2 separate regions of the Macaca mulatta genome follow, and region 2 is linked to region 1. Evidence: chromatin contacts called from public Hi-C data. All regions are on one chromosome and are shown on one strand. Each heading gives the region's core, a stretch centred on a gene start, on an enhancer-like site or on the middle of the called end of the contact. The rest is flanking DNA. Distances are from core to core; before and after follow the strand shown. Region 1 holds the start of STXBP3 (syntaxin binding protein 3). Region 2 holds the start of PRPF38B (pre-mRNA processing factor 38B).

The links. A called contact is a pair of places that touch in the nucleus more often than the background predicts.
Region 2: a contact with region 1 is called in a Hi-C map of fetal cortex germinal zone, with 2.4 times the contacts expected there. The contact joins the promoter of PRPF38B here to the promoter of STXBP3 in region 1. A contact is called at or near these places in 4 of 14 Hi-C or Micro-C datasets (blood, cortical neurons, fetal cortex germinal zone and 1 more).

What each region holds. Positions count from the first base shown.
Region 1 is chr1:131,569,143-131,571,842 of T2T-MMU8v2.0, reverse strand. STXBP3 (syntaxin binding protein 3) reads left to right here and starts at 1,372. Exons shown (of 23, transcript XR_013400383.1): 1 at 1,372-1,484.
Region 2 is chr1:131,622,635-131,625,334 of T2T-MMU8v2.0, reverse strand. It overlaps PRPF38B (pre-mRNA processing factor 38B), which reads left to right and starts at 1,340. Exons shown (of 6, transcript XM_028830952.2): 1 at 1,340-1,903.

The sequences.
Region 1 (2,700 bases), core at 123-2,622:
TTATTAATTTTGTGTGTGTGTGTGGAGACAGCAGTCTTGCTATGTTGCCCAGGCTGGTCTTAAACTCCTGGCCTCTATGAGTCATCCTGCCTAGGCCTCCCAAAAGTGCTGGGATTACAGGTGTGAGCCACCATGCCCAGCCTGTTCTTAATTCTTCATTCTCCTTTTCTCTCCTAAAAATCGCGGGTTATCCCACAGACTACTCTATTGCTTTCCATGTAGCCCAAGCCTGATCTTTGTTCCCACTCCACCACCAAGGGCATCCGTGGCAAGTTACTTAACTTCACTAAGCCTCAGTTTCCTTGTTGTTAGGGTTGCTTTGAGGATCAGTGAGGTAATCTGCTTAGCATGGTGCCTGGCATATGGTAAGTAAGCACTCAGTAAATATTAGACATTATTATTAGTAGTAGTATTTAACCACTTCTACTTCTGTGTGACCAGTTTGAATCTTTACAGCCACTAGTTCTTTGCAAATCCTTTTCGGAAAGCGTACTTTCTGCCAGTGTCATGATGGTTATCTCACAGTTAGGGCTCTTAGCAACTAAACTGATCTAATTTACGTTTGATGACTTTGATTTAAAGTCCCAAAAGAACCATGTCAGTAAACAGATTTCTGCCTAAACTTTGAGCTCAGATCTCCTCCTCTGTGAATCAACCTTCAACGATAATTTTTGATTCTGCAGCATTAACAGACCCTCCCTACATTTGTTGCACAAATTTGTTAATAAATGATTATTGTTTTGTTGGTTCATTTATGTATATCTTATCATTAAGGCATTCCATTTTTAAACCCAGTTTTAACTATCTGCAGCATTCCAGGAATCGCGCTCTTTAATTAGATTATAAATTCTTCAGGGGGAAGAGTCGGTCTCTCATTTCTTTGACTCTTCCAAAAGTCCAGCACAGTTCTTGGCACACTGGAGGGTACCTCACAGTTCTACGCAATTACTGTGTCCTTGAAAAATGAATGAAATACACTTTTGGGGACAGTACATTTTCTATTAGGTAGTTGGTATGGCTACTGAGTAAAATCTATTATGAATCGCCTCGCGAAGTGAAGGGTTCTTCTGTAAAGGGGAGGATCCTCCAGTCTTCGTGTATGTGTGAACTCGGAATTTCATAGACAGCCCTGTCTCACTATCGGTTTGGCACTTCGCCTTCCTAGGCCACAGGACGTCGAACCGCAGGCGACAGCCGCCTCCCGCGAGGGGGCGCCCGACTTCCCTCGGCGCTTCCACCCATACTACGCGGCCTCCGTCAGGCAGTGGGCGGAAATTTCCTTGCTGTCGCGCGTGACGTCACCGGAGGGCGAGGTCTGCAAGAGGGGGTGGGGCCTTCCCCTGCAGCGAGGGGCGGGGCCATCCCAACGCCGCTTTTGCGGCCAAAGTAGGTTGGGAGTGGAAGGTGGTGGCTGCTGTTCCGCAGTGTCGGGAAGATGGCGCCGCCAGTGGCAGAGAGGGGGCTAAAGAGCGTCGTGTGGCAGAGTGAGTGCGGTGGGGCAGGGGTTGAGAGAGGGAAGGCCGGGAGGCTGCCGTGCCGGGTCTCGTTTTGCAGCCCCAACCCAGCGGTCTGTTGAGTCGCCACCGCGAGCACTTGTTGCTTTGGCATCTGTGTGAGGACTTCTTCCTGCTTTCCTGCCCTGCCCTGTTCCTTGCCAGCACCAGGGATGGGCGGGGTGCGACGGGACGCGGCCTTCTAGTTGGCGTCGGGCACCCACTCGCCTCGGCCGCGCTCCTGGCCGCGAAGCTCCGCCCGGGGTGAGCTGCCCTGGCCCGGCTTTCCCTCCCGCGGGGCCCGCGCCTGTCCTCGGCCGCACTCTCTACTCATCTCTGCTCTTGTCCGCTCTCCACCAGTTGGGGATGTCTCTCCATCCGAGACAATTCGAGCGCTGTTTATTCCGCCCCCATCTCCACCCCACACTGGAGTTTGCAAGGACTGTTTATTCTGCTTATTCGTGTTAGTATCAACCCGTGCTTTTCAAAAAAAAAAAAAAAACCCTCACTGTTTAACAGACTCCTCTTTCCCTATTCCGAGAGGAACCTACTTTCTGAAAAGTTCTTGAGAAGGGACCATTGGAATGACCGGGTGTCCAGCCGTGACATCTTCCTGCATAGCCCGGGCTGGAGCCGCCGCTCCTTCCGTTTTCCCTACACTCTCGGGGGCCCCCTCCCTGCTGTTAGGACCGGACTTCTTATTGGTTACTGATGTTCTGCGGTGTCATCCACAACTTTCATAAACATCGCTCCAAACCTAGGTCTGGCAGGTTAAAGAATGAAACCACCTAACAGGAATAACCATCATTGTCTGGCATTTCTGAGTTCAAAATAATTATGGCCTAGTAGTGGAAAGGGTGTAGCATCTAAGTATTTCTTAGTCCAACTTGTTGAACAAAAAACAGAAATGATTTAGTCAGCAGAATTCTGGGAGTTCCTTGTCTAAAATTAAAAATCCAAATCAGTAACTGGGATAGTGCTTAACATATAGCAGGCACTAAGCAAATGTATAAATAGGTGAAAAATATGAAATTATCTTTTAAAAGATTAATTTTAAGGTTGGCGTTTGCTTTTTCAAGATTTACATGGCTGACTTTTTAAGATTTGGGGGTGTTTTAAAACAGTGGTATTTAAATACATTTATGTGAAAATGGGTAACAAATTGTGTTGTATAAATAATTTCCAGATATATGTTATTAACATCAGC
Region 2 (2,700 bases), core at 91-2,590, 54 kb before region 1:
CTCCCTGAGTTTGATGCCACTGACACTTAGATATCAAACTCAACCTCTCTACCAAGCTTTTCATCCAAAGTGACTAGGGGTAAAGACTGTTTAAGACTATACAGAAAGATCATGTATCTGAGGAATTAAAAATAAGCCATACGATTAGGCAATGTGTCACTCAATAAACTCAATAAACTATTATTATCAAGGCAAAATATATATACACAAAAAGTAAGAAATGGGTTCAAAAAAATTTTTTTCTATGGACTTCTAACGTGGTAACTCATGACACAGGGGTTAGGATCTTCAGTTTTCCTTTGGAAGTTAATAAAAACCACTATAGAGAAAAACAAGATTTACTACTAAGAAGGTGAAAACTGCTTCTCCTCTTAGGGTTCTAGTTCTCTTGCAACCTAAAACAAAGGAACTGGACAGGATTACCACTTTTGTACTGTACAGCTCTAAACATTAATCAGTCACTCAATTCATTATTTATTTTTTTCTGTTTCCTTGTATTCTGTCATACAACTGTCTCTTGGTTTACCTACTTTTCTGCTTGTCTTCTCTCTCTCCTCCTGGTTTATTTTCATCCAGATGGGATTTTCCCCAAAGTTTCCATCGTCATTCTTTTCTTCTCCTCTGTGTATGCGCCACTGAAGTTAAGATTGCAACGTTCAAACTCCCCACACATTCACACCCCCATTCCCATTTCACAGTATCTCACCCAATGTTTACCACTCCGAACACATTCCTAGAATCGAAAGATCCAGAGCAGGGAGAAAAGAAAAGGCGCCTACCAGATGCCTGGAACAGTCTACTAAGCGCCACAAGTATATTAGCTTTTTCAGTGCTCTCAACAGCCCAGGCAGATGTTATCTCAATCTTACGGTTGAATAAATTTAAGACCTCTGGCTGGACACTAGAGGCTGGCGAAGGACGTGACCTTTGATCAGAATCTCCCGGAGGAGTGGGGTCCCTGACCATTGTCCCTTCCAGAGAACCTTAAAACAGACGCCAGGAGACCCTCTCGGATACTCTGCAGGAGTCAAGAGTCACGATATTAGCAAGCACATCGCAGCCATGCGAACCCTTTCTGGTTCAGCTCTCGACAAAAGAAATCAAGCCCCCAGTCAAAATACAACAACAACGGATTAAGCCTACCACCCTCTCCCCCGGCCCCCAAATTCTCAGGGGAAATCCCCTAAGAGTCAGGTAGGGAGGTCACTGCAGCGACTTCAGGTGCAGAGAACGCGGGGAACTAGGAAGAGGACGCTCCAGCCCACCTGGGCGTCTCTGATTGGCCGGCAGTTCAGCTTGGAACGCTGGGGTGCGTGGCGTCATATCCGCCGGGTCCGCCATCTTGTTCCCAGGGGCAGTTGGCGGAAGAGATCGATCTCACTTGCCGCCGGCTCCCCTTCTGCGTGGAGTTCTCGCGGACTGGGTTTCGCTGTTTGCTCTCGGCCCGGGGTCCTTTTGTCGGCGCCCTGGGTGCCCTCTCTTGCCCGGCTGGGGCACAGCAAGGCGGCCCCTTCTCCCGACGACGTTCCATGGAGTAGGGTCCCAGACCGTTGTCCCGAAGAGCGAGATCGAGCTTGGCCCCCTCCCCCCCCTCCTTCCTTCCCTCCCTCCTTCCTTCCGCCGCAACATGGCTAACAACAGCCCCGCGCTGACAGGCAACTCGCAGCCGCAGCACCAGGCGGCCGCTGCTGCGGCTCAGCAACAGCAGCAGTGCGGCGGCGGCGGCGCTACCAAGCCGGCGGTCTCGGGCAAGCAGGGCAATGTGCTCCCGCTCTGGGGCAACGAGAAGACCATGAACCTCAACCCCATGATCCTGACCAACATCCTGTCGTCGCCTTACTTCAAAGTACAGCTCTACGAGCTCAAGACCTACCACGAGGTGGTGGACGAGATCTACTTTAAGGTACGAAGCGTGTAGGCCTTGGCTTTGGGGGTAAGTTCGGAAGAGGGGCTATGGAGGAAACGGGCGAAGGCGGCCCCCGAAATCTGAAGATTTGTGGGTGGGGGAAGGTGGTTCGGCGGAGGGGGAGCTGCGGCCTGTAGTCTTCTCTGGGAGGGGTCGGACTGGGGCCGCCCTCTCGTTTCCATTTTAGATTTTTAGAGCCGGGAGAGCCCGCCACTATTGATCTCCTCCCCCAACCTTCTGCCCACCCCTGGGGGGAGTTCGGCAAGAGGGATTGGGGAGAGGAGGAAAGAGTAACAGAAGCCTTTCCAGTTTACAGCTTTAAAATTATTCCTTTTGACGTGGATCTACTGAGCGCCAACTTGTTGGTGCTTCTCCCGCTCACCCCTGGCCAGGGCGTGTAATGACTTCAGTATTGGCCTCGTGTTGTTGGTACTCACTATCCGATCCAGACAGGGAAATGGTCAGTGCGTGTGTGTCGGGTGGGGTTGGGGGGATGAGGGTGGAGAGGTGCCATTTCAAGAGGTGTACAGAAGGCCTGGAAATTTTCCCAGCAGGAAGTCAGGAGTAAGAGGTCTCAGCCACCTGTGCATTGGGCTAATTTAGAATTATCTGGGCCCTGGGCTTCTGCGGCAGGGTCGGTGCTGGCTTGGCTGTGCTGGGGAGCTCACCTGGCGCCTCCTCACTGCACTCTTGTCTCAGTTCTTGTTTCGTTAGCAGGATTGACTCAGTCTTGCAGCGAGGCTCGGAGCAGCCCAGGGTCGCAGGTAGAGGTATGCACTATTAATCATGCTCAA